Regions from separate parts of the Mus musculus genome. Here region 1 is linked to region 2. Evidence: chromatin contacts called from public Hi-C data. All regions are on one chromosome and are shown on one strand. Each heading gives the region's core, a stretch centred on a gene start, on an enhancer-like site or on the middle of the called end of the contact. The rest is flanking DNA. Distances are from core to core; before and after follow the strand shown. Region 1 overlaps Dpp6 (dipeptidylpeptidase 6). Region 2 overlaps Dpp6 (dipeptidylpeptidase 6).

Region 1 (5,662 bases), core at 1,643-4,142, 410 kb before region 2:
AAGGCTTTGGACAGCTTCTTACGTAAACACTCTGCTAAATCATTTCTGTGACACAGTGGGGGTGGGGGCAAATCACAAATGAGATTTTCCCTAGCCCACCATGTTTTCTAATCCTTTTCAGGACTATGAAAATCTCCAGCCACAAGGTAGAGATAACCATCCACAGTAAGTGTCCAAGTCCTGATCCTTGGTTCAGATGGCCAGGTAGCTTGCTCCATATTAATCAGCCTGGAGTCTCTGCCTGCAATTGCTGTTAACAGCTCACCCTTAACCACAGTTTGTACAATGGGAAATAAAGGACAAATATTTTAGGAAGGATTTGAGTCTCTCTGCCCCTTGATACATACATTGATGGTCATTCACAATACAGACAATTAATTGAGCTCTATGTGATATCTGGCCAAGTTACTCAGCAAACCCATGACTCTCCTCATTTACCTTTCTTCAGATCTTTTGTCACCAATTACACAAGCTTCACTTGTTACACTAGGTCCTGCAGAGTCTCCCTCCAGGCTGGTGGTCTGTAGGAATGATTAATGTTATGTGCTCATAGCCATGGTTTGTGTGCCCTGACCCGTCACTGCTCCTCACTTAACAAACACCTGCAGTTTCTATGGCAGATCTTCTAGGAATGCTGATGCCCCCATGTTCTACCTACATAGAGTCCAGACCCTTGGGAAGTCACTCTGCTCCCTTGAGAACCCTTTCTAGGGTCACCTCCTACAGTGGGACTGTCTCTTAATTCTCTAGTCCCATTTCCCCCAAAACACCTCTGCGTGTATTCCCCCAGTAAGGATCCACCCCTTTCAGGAGAGCTGGTTAATACCCATTAGCTCCTTGATCCTTCCCTTCTTGGCTCATTTCTTGTATTATTCACACCACAATGTCTTTGCTCAATATACCACCCGTGCATTTATTTTCTAATGATGCCTAGATCCTTCCACCATGTGTGCTCATGCTTTGCCACTTCATATATCTGACCTAGTTACGTCCATGCTTGTTGTCAACACACTACTCACATGTGCTAAGAAATGGAACCATGCTAGATGTTTATCAACAGATGAATGCCAAAACGGATGGTGTGTATGTACCATGGAACTGTTTGGCTACAAAGAAAGTCACGGCATTTTCAGGAAAAGGGATGGAATTGGAGATTATTATGTTAAATGTAGTCCACCAGACTCAAAAGGACAAACACCATGTGTTTTCATTCATGCAAGATCCTATATTTTAACACACACACGTGCACGTTCGTGTGTGAAGAAGAGTAGAGGTCATGAAACTAGGAAGATGAACATGAGAGCAGAGGGGAAAATGTGGGTATGATGAATGCAGTTCCAGGAAGTCCTATAGGCGACTCCTCTTCTCCAGAGAAGCAGGAGAGTCACTTAAAGGCAATCTCCCCACCTCTCGTTGCAGGGGATGCTGGGTAATCAAGATTAGCTGAGCAGGCTAAGCACTTTCTGCAGGTATAGACTGTTAAGCCCTCATTTGGGAAACATGCAAGACCAATGTTAGCCATGGTAGAAAGAAATAATGTACAAGGAGTTCATTTAACAGGGGGCAGGTTGGCTTCCTAAAGGAGGACCTAGAGATTACTCGGCAGTCTGTCTCTCTCTGTCTCTGTCTCTGTCTCTCCATCTCTGTCTCTCCTTCTCTCCATCTCTCTGTCTCTCTCTGTCTCTGTGTGTATATGTGTGTATGTGTGTGTGTGTGTGTGTTTGTACATGAATACGGTGTGCAAAGAGGCTAGAAGAGGGAGTCAGTAAAGTGTTGAGTTGGATCCCCTGGAGCTAGAGTTATAGATAGTTATAAGTCATGTGATGTGGGCTAAGAACCAAACTCAGCTCCTCTGAGAGTACAGTATGCATTCATAACTACTGAACAATCTCTCCAGTCCTCATGTTCTTAAAAAATAAGAATGATTTTATATATATAATATATACATATATATAATGATTATATACATACATACATACATACATACATACATACATATATACATACATACATACCCCAAATCAAAGATGTGCATGGAAGACCATGGAATTTAGATGGAATTTATTTCACCAAATATGTTGAATCAGGTCTATCTATATTTGAGTGCCTTCCAGCTTTATATAAATAATATATTTCAAATTCCTCCAGATGGTAAAATTGGCTACATTAACTAACAAAGTACAGGAAAAAGACAGTTTTTTTTCTTGAATAGGAAAATTGTTTCACTCCTGTAATGCACAGCTCAGCATCAAAATGTCTTTCCCCTGGAGCAGAATGAGTTTTCTTTCTTTCTTTCTTTCTTTCTTTCTTTCTTTCTTTCTTTCTTTCTTTCTTTCTTTCTTTCTTTCTTTCTCTCTTGTTTCAAAAGGGACTTTCTAACCTTTATTGCAATAAGGACAACAGTAATAGCCTAATCATACATGACAAATAACAATGTCCAGATATTAGTTACATATAGGAACCTTCATATAGACAAACAGCTAATTGTCTACATTGGATATGTTTAGGTTCTCCTGAGAATTAAGGCAAATGCCATCCTGTAAAGTAGGAGTTAACTATTACAGGAAATGCACAATGAACCACAGAGGATACATAAATTTTTTAGAAACAAGCAAGGACAAGCTGTACATACCCTCTCTCCTATGATGAAGAAAGTGCAGAGGATGCCCTCTTCCTCTGAGGAAACTTATGTGGCACCACTGCTCTTCCACGGAGGAAGCTGTACACAACACACCATGTGCGCTGAGCAGAAAGCTGTAGATGGCACCTCACACGTCTCTGTCCTCTGAGGAGAAAGCTTACACAGCACCATCTTCCCTCTGAGAAGGAAGCTCTACACAGCTTCTTTCTGAGGCAGAAGCTGTGAATGGTACCTCACAGTCTGACGAAGCTCTACAGGACACCTCTGCTCTCTGAGGAGTGTTTATATCACACTAGGTCTCATCTGAGGGAGAGCTGTGCACAGCACACCACATGCTCTGAGGAGGGAGAAGGATAGAATAGCTTACTTTCTTCCCTCTGAGGAAAAAGTCATACAAGTTTCTTCTCACTCCTCTTCCCAGAGGAAGAGATTGTACAGGATGCCTCTGCTGTGGGAAGGATGCTTACACAGCACATCTTCCCTGTGAGGGCAAAGGTGTCTAACACGTCTCGTCTCCTTTCTCCTCCTCCTCTGAGGTGGCCTCTCTAGTCTGAGGAGGGCAGCTGTGTACCTCACGATGTTCTGAGGTGGGAGATAACCATGGTACCTTGCGCCACTCCCTGAGACAGACCCTTTTAGGGGCAAGGGATCTTTTAACTTCCTGTCCCATCACCAGCATCTGTGATCCAACTGAGAAAAGTGGAGATAATCAAATATCTGTTACTTGGCTAAAAACTAGCATAGGAAATATTTTAAGAAGTAGAGAATCAAGATTGTCTCCCAGGAAGGACAATTACCTGGAGCTGTTCAAACCTCACAGGTCAATTTCCAGCTTCTGTGCCAGTGCCCACAGGGCTTGTTGGAGATGGCTGGGAGACTTATGGCTTGGTAATGACCTTGGCTATGAGTCTAAAAGTCATCTTTACAAACTACAACCTGCACATAGAATAGCAAAGCCTCGCTTGCTCCCCCAGCTGGCTGGGGCCATTGGTAAGAATGAACATAAACTATGGGGCTGGTTTTGGTGATTTTTTTTCCCTTCTGAGTGCATAACACAAAATTCTTTACGAAAGGAACCAGCAAACTCAAAGAAAGTTATTGTAAATTTATTGCTAAATTTTAGATTTGGGTAGTAAAATTATCACATACAAAAATTGTTTTTTCATTGGGATTCTCAAAAGAATTCTAGTTCTGAGGGTCTATATAGCATCTGTATTATACTGATCATGAATAAACACCAACAGTGAGACACTGGACACAGGAAATACACAGGACAAAGGGACACTGCCTATTAAATCAGCGTTAGGCTCCTCTCATGCCACTTATTGAACCTGTGTGGAATCCAGGCATGTTTGTTGTTAACCCATATTGGTTTGCAAATGACCTCCGAGTCACTAATGAATAACTGATCTCTCTTCTTCAGTAAACATGAATGTCTTCCCTCTGGACCTACTCAGTCTAGAAGAAAAACAAATCCTTGTCATGAAAGCATCTGAGAAAGAGTGAAGGGTTTTCCTGACATCCTTCTCTGAACAGAGTACACAAGACCATGTTGAACTCATTCTTTCCTGTTTCTGTGACTTCTTGATGCTTTGGGGGGCATGTGAGAAAGAAGGTCAAGGAGATATAGCTGCAAGGGGCTAGCTCTATAATGGCTTCAGAGACTTGTCAATCTACACTTCTTGGGATGGGCTTGACCCACTATCTAGCTTCTGGCAAATGATTTGTGCTGACATGGAGTGGGGGCGTCCACAATGGATTAGAAATACTGCTTGGTACTCATGCTGTCAATACTCTTCTTGCTTGCTGCTCTGAGGGACAAGCCACTGCATTTTAGACTATCTTTGGGGAGATACTGAGGACATTCTATGACCCAGAGTCTATGAGTGACCCTTTAGACCACAGAAACTGAGCCATGTAAATATCCATGTAAAGGAACTTGGGAAAGACCATTTCTCACCAGAGTCTGAAGGTAAGTTTGCAGCCCAGAGGATGATGATGATGATGATGGTGGTGGTGGTGGTGGTGGTGGTGGTGGTGGTGGTGGTGGTTTTTGAGACTGGGTCCTATATCTTCTATAACTCATTATGCACCTCAGTGCTTGCATAACAAAGTTTATTGGAGAGAGGAGATGAGTTATTTATTAATGATTCTGACATAGTATGTAAAGCAACCTGGTTAAACAAACTCCCTGCCTGGATTCCACACAGATTTAATAAATGGATGCAAAGAACCTAACACAGATCTTCATAGGTAGTGTTTCTCTGTCTTGCTGACTCACTGTTGTTGTATACTTATGTTCAGTAAAATAAGGATGCTACACAGACCCTCAGAACTATAGTACTGGACTCATGGCAGCCCTCCTGCCTCAGCCTCTCAAGTTCTGGGATTGCAGGTCTGTGCCACCATACTCTGCCATAACACAATGACTCTGACCTCAGCTATATAAAAGTCTCAAAGTCAACAGATTGAGCTAACCTGAGCCTTTGTCTTTGACCCACAGAAACCAGAGATAATGGATGCTGTTGGTTTAAGCCACTGACTGTTGGGTCTCTCTTTACAGTATCAGTGACTGAGAGATGGGTCTTTTATTTAGACTATCTTTTAGACAAAATGCTATTTGGGACAGGCTGCTGTCCAGGAGCTTTAAAAGTAGCACTTTTCATTATCATCTTTAAACATGAAAGTCAAATTATTTACAAATATTCAGAGCTTTCACAGAAAGTATTATCAAAGGAAGAATCTTTTGCAGACATAAATTTTCTTTCCTCTCACAAACATATCTATATTTTGAAATGATCTAAGATATTACAGCTTCAATTATTTTTCACTTCTGCAGCGTTTAGGATATGTGTCATGATGTCAGCTGCTCTCTGCATGAAGGGAAGCACCAATGGAGCATGTTTGTTTTAAAGCAGTTTTTACTTATTGGGGCTTGTCTAACTTTCAAACTACAAATTAAAAGCTACTGCTTTCCTGACATAGCTTTCCCTAAAAGGAGTGTCCTAAGAAATGACATGA
Region 2 (5,480 bases), core at 2,019-4,518:
TAACAGTCCATTCTCCATATGGAAGTCAGAATAATTCAGTGTGAGAAAACAAAAGCAAGAGAAGACCTTTGCACACTTCTCAAAGATCTTCATGAACTTCTCTCATGACTCATGAGAACCTTGACAAAGGTCATCTAAAGTGTGGCACTCCCTTAAGAGCCACAAAGATACACAGACTGTCCTGGGCTCCTATCTAAGTACCTTGCACTGGCACAATCTGTATTTGAAGCTCTGTGTCCATGTGGATTCTTTGAGCTTCTTCTATATAGCTGATGTCTGGACCTGTCCTCTTTCTCCTCCATCCTATGACTGCCTGGACCCTCAAGAAGCACAATGGCCACTTGGTCTCCCAGGAAGACATTCCTGACACCCATGAGATGGAATCAAGTGTCTCCTCTGCTGCCACACGATTCTTTGCACACAGGATCGGGAACTAGCTGAATAAGACAGTAAGCTTAACTTGAAATAAGGACTGTTTTACTTAAAAATACTGGACCCCATTACTAATAAAGAGATTCATCCAGGGATCTTACACCAAAGGGATGAGTCAGCATGTTTTCCTGTGATTTGGTGGAATATAAATTCCCATCTTCATCCTCCAAACCCATGATGTTCAGAGTGGGAGTCACTAGCTACATACAGTGATATGAGTTTAAAATGGATGAAATAATGGTTGAAGGTCAGTTCCTAATTGCATCAGCCACATTCCAAATGCTCATCATGTGGCCCCAGTGACCAAATCTGAAAACATGGAGTATAGAACATTTGTCATCAAATGCCTTGGTTCCAGTATAAACTGGAGAGGGCTCTGCCCTCAGGGGACATCCATGGAGGGGGATGATTGTAAGAAGTAAAAGGTGGTGATGGCTGACCTTAATTAATAGCCACAACTGCATCAAGGAAGGACTTAGGAGAAAGTGAGGATTCATGAAGAACACCCAAGTTACTAGGATGCTGAAGAACACCAAGTTGCTGGGGTGCAACGGGTGAATGGAATACCAAGAGAGGTCTGCAGAATAATAAAACACCAGCACAGACCGAGGTCTTTATTCTGGCATATCAGTAGAGTCCCTCAGCCACTGTCCGTCTTAGTGCAGTGTCTGTTCCCTCAGGCCCTTCAGAGGAGGTCTGGAGCTAAGGATCGAGAGGTTATACCATCAGCCTGGTCCTAATCTGGGCCATTTCTAATCATGCCTTAATGTTAATTCCCCAATAGATACTGGACTGGGGAGGGTAATTTGACCAACTATGACAGGACCTGCTGAAGGGTCTAACCTGTGCTCCTCCAACCAGTAGGAACAGTGAGAGTGGCAAGGGACACCACTTACTTTTCCTACCTGATTTCTTCCTTTTCCTCACAGAGGGATACTTTAGCAATGGGACTGTGGTTGTGTTTATGTCCAGTGAGTCCGGCATCACATCTCTCGTAGCTCCCCATCCCCCATCTCACTCCAGCTCTGCCTCATTGGTGAATACTCTAAATGGAAGACATGCTCCAATGGCTGCCACTCATGACAAGAATGGTGAGAGACCAATGGTAGGACTGTGATGCCTGTTGTGGGATCAAGGCAGGAGTTAAACACATCCTAGGATATAGACAGGAGGGATCCTGGGCCTTCTAGTACTGCTGACATTAAAAGCTCACTGGAAAAGAACTTTGGGGAGGAAGCTCAGGTAAAGATGTAACACAGTGAGCTCTGGAGAGCCATTGGGTTCTGATTGAGCTTCTGTCCCCAGCCAAACCCCTGTCTGTCCCCAGAGCATACAGCATGATGCTGTGACTGAACATGTCATATAATTGATGTAGCTTCCCAGAAACCATGAATAGAAGGCCGGGAATATGGTTTAGCTGGTACAAGTGCTTGTCTATGATGCAAGCCCTGGGTTTCTTCTTCTGCACTGAAAACCCTGGGTATTGTGGTACAGTCTGTAATCACAGCAAAGAGGAGACAGGAGTTCAAGATCATGCTTGGCTATATATCCAGTTTGACACATGTTTAGGCTACATGTGACCTCACCTCAAAATTGATAGAGAGGGGGGGGGCGGGAGAGAGAGAGATTATAAAATAGATGGCTTCATTTTATCTTTTATCAAGAGCATGGAAAATATATAAACCAGACTGAGGTGGTCACCTTTGCTCTCTGTCTGGGCTCACCTTACACCTCCAATGCTACCTCAGAGAAAAAAATGACCTTGACGTAGTCTTAAAAATGATTGACATTTTCTAGAATTGGAAAGATACAGAGAGGTCCTGGTAGCCATCATGCCACGGCAGGGGGATGGAAGAGTCTGGCATGTGAAGGGAAGGCACAGGGGTCAGGGAAGCTGCAAAGGGATTGGGTGACAGACATGCTGCTGTGTGGAGGCTGCAAGGCCCATTGAGTACAGAAATGGATCACTTTGTGAGTCAAGTTTGTGGTGACCAAGTGTCCCTGGGGGTGCACACTTAGCCACTTGACAGGGTGGACACAGAGCAGTGGAGGTGCTGCTGTTTGTAATGACTTGTGACATTTTACATTTTTTTACTACTAAACTTCCTGCTCATTGCTTGTCCCCAAACACGGATTTTTATCCACTGTCTGGCAAGGAACCAGAAGCCCCAAGAGATGTGGCTGCTGCTTTGTGAAAGGACACACTTAAAAATAGCTTCCTTCCCATTAAGCCAGACCCAGCAGGAAGCAGGGCATCTGGGTGGAGAGACTGAATAATGTAGAAATGTCACAGCCCATGGGTGCCCTGAGTGGAGGCCTGTGTGAGGCTCCTTCATCTTCTTTGGTTTTAGCCCTAGAGATACAGCATTGATGTTCTCATCTGCCACTCTGGACTGCCTGTTGTGTCAAGTAAGGCATGCCTTCCATGAGATGCAGAGATGGGCAGCATGGGCTTGAGGTCACGTGGAGGCCACTGAGACACAACACAGCCCTGCCCTCCATGAGCTCAGGCCCTGTAAGAGGACAAAGCAGAGGACATAGGTAGTATTCAGTGAGGTGAGATCAAGCCCTCTGTTTTCAAAGCATGATGCTCCTGAGAGTGTGTCAGAGTGGCAGGAAGCTTAGATTGAGGAATTAGTGGAGCTTTCAGGAAACGGGACAGTAAAGTGAAGTTGCAAGTCCTAAAGCTTCCAGCAAAAATGGCAGTGAGCTGCAGGGGAGAAGATGGAGCTCTGCTCAGCTAGGAAAACATTACACCACATTTACACCACATATCTGCTTCCTCGACGTACTGAGACACTCCCTGCTTGGCTGTCTCACTTAACACAATGTTCTGCCTGGTTCCTCGTGTTGCTGCCAACAACAGGATTTTTTTTTAATGAGTGAATAATACATTGCACATATCCATTTAGTCATCAGTAGATACCTAGACAAATTTCATATCTTGGCTGCTGAGGAAGCTTGTCTAACCAAGTCTCTCAGAACATGTCCTTATGTGGAAATCAGGCACTCACAACTGTGCTTATTATAAGAAGGGAAAAGAAAGTTGGAGAAGGTAGCCAGGAACAGGGAGGACATAAACTTGGAGAGATGCTGACACAAGGTCTGGGTTGTCAGGACTACTAGAAACTGGAGGAAACACAGAAGTATGCTCCCTACGGTTGAAAGACTCACAGAAAGGGCCTCCTTACAACCCGAAGACACACAGCAGGATCAACTCTCTCACAGTTGGAAAAGACAGAAAAGGACCCTCCCTACCATCAAGAGGGGAGAGACTCTTCTATACTTTTGTTTTTGAGTTTCCAGCATCCAGAACTCTGAGATAACAAATAGGAATTGTTCTCAGCCACCCAGTCTGTGGTGTTTGTTTTAGAAAGCATAAAATATGGGCAGAGAGAACAGGACTTCCAAAACAGGTGTAATAGAACAGGACAGAGATGTCTGTGGCAGCCGGAAGTGAATGAAGAGGGACACATAATATCTGTCCCAAAATTCTATCACCAATCTAAGCCAACACATATAAGTGTGAAATCTCTCTAAAAATACCTCTACTTAGTATTCCAGTATTCACTGTGAAATGCAAGTGAAACAAACCATTAACAGAACTTTAAAGAATTCAGTGTTTTCTAGACTTTTTGGTCATGAAATCCTCTTGCATGTGCAGATTGATCTAATTGTGCATACACATGTGTGGGGTGGGGTGCACATATGTGAGTGTATGACTGTTGAGGCCAGAGGTCAATAATCAGGTGTTCCTCAGGCACTATCCCTGTGCTTTTATTTGGCTTTATTAAGATGGTTTCTCATTGGCTTGGGCTCACTAATGAAAGCTGGCTGGCTGGCCAATTGCCTTTAGGTACTTGCCTCTATCCATTCCTTAGGTGCTGAAATTACAAGCATATTCTACCATGTCTATCCTTTAAACTCAGGCTCACATGCTCACAAGATGAGCTCTTTACCAATCAAGATACACACACACACACACACACACACACACACACACACACACACACACACACACACACACCAACCTGTGCACAGATTTTTAAAGGATAGCTAAGAAACTGTCCCAGCAGTTCCCCCTAAGCTCTGCACTAACTATGACCAATCTTGCTTGGAAGCAGCTGCAACGTTGATAGCTGATTATACACACACACACTACTGGTGCTCGTGAATTAGATTAAATGAAGCTCTTCATGATGGTATTTTTTAAAGTGAAATCTTATATTCTTCTCATCAACAGAGTTTATTTGAACTCTGTGCTCTGAGCACAGACCAGAGCGGGAGCCAGAAAGACCAGGAAGAATGCCAGCGAGCTGTGACTACTCTGAGCTATCAGATGTGCTCTGACTGTAATGGGGAGCTAGCAGAAAAATACAGGAAGTGTTCATATCTTGCTGTCTATTAAAGAGCTATTGAAAATACTGTCTCTTCCCTCTGGCCTGCTGCACTGAAATATGCACCTTGCCTCACTGTTAGGGAAGGCTTTCTCATCCTTTTCTAAAAGATGTTATCCACTTTGAGGTAGATACCCCTATTCCTAAATGCTTGGGAAACACTGCCTGAGACAGATAGGTAGGATGACCTTGGATGTCACCTCCATGATGAGTCTATCCAGAATACTGTTGAGATTCTCTGTCATACTGTTGTTTCTCTGTCATATTGACTACACCTTGGCTCCTGGGAGGTAACTTGTCCTCAGGTCATGAGGGGACCTCCAGAGCATTCACATAGCCCCTGGATTATTTAGGTAATAGCACCAATTGTCAGAGTTTTATAACCATGTACTGCATATTGAGTTGACAGTTCTTGCTTAAACATCCCTTTAAATCTCAGAAAGGAAACAAAGCAGTCCCATGAAGCTCCTGAAAATTACAAGACGCATAGGGCCCCCCTCAAGATTAGACAAGCAAAAGTCATTTTTGGGGAGAGAAAACTCTCCCAGACTAACCCAGGCATCTGCCAGACATTCAGGGAGACCAACGCATGCATGTTGTCATCCAGGCTGGTGTGGCTTTTGGTGGCTTGGCTGCCTTTGATTCTGTAAG

Evidence for each region. Hi-C and Micro-C count contacts between places; a contact is called where the count stands out from the background.
Region 1: a Hi-C map of cortical neurons shows a contact between it and region 2, with 1.8 times the contacts expected there. The contact joins two enhancer-like sites. A contact is called at or near these places in 4 of 484 Hi-C or Micro-C datasets (cortical neurons, embryonic stem cells and uterus), 3 of 115 datasets of contacts at active chromatin or transcription factors (SST interneurons, VIP interneurons and neural stem cells) and 1 of 9 other capture datasets (embryonic stem cells).

Annotation. Positions count from the first base shown.
Region 1 is chr5:27,472,396-27,478,057 of GRCm38.p6, reverse strand. The region is part of intron 5 of Dpp6 (dipeptidylpeptidase 6); the gene reads right to left. Among named protein-coding and RNA genes, the nearest start is that of Gm52769, 25 kb to the left of the region's middle. Within about 2 kb of position 2,892, at least 5 of the 459 cell types and tissues checked have an H3K27ac peak or open chromatin away from gene starts, as enhancers often do. A contact at or near this core is called in SST interneurons and cortical neurons, where this site is marked.
Region 2 is chr5:27,066,304-27,071,783 of GRCm38.p6, reverse strand. The region is part of intron 1 of Dpp6 (dipeptidylpeptidase 6); the gene reads right to left. Among named protein-coding and RNA genes, the nearest start is that of Dpp6, 20 kb to the right of the region's middle. Within about 2 kb of position 3,268, at least 13 of the 459 cell types and tissues checked have an H3K27ac peak or open chromatin away from gene starts, as enhancers often do. A contact at or near this core is called in SST interneurons and cortical neurons, where this site is marked.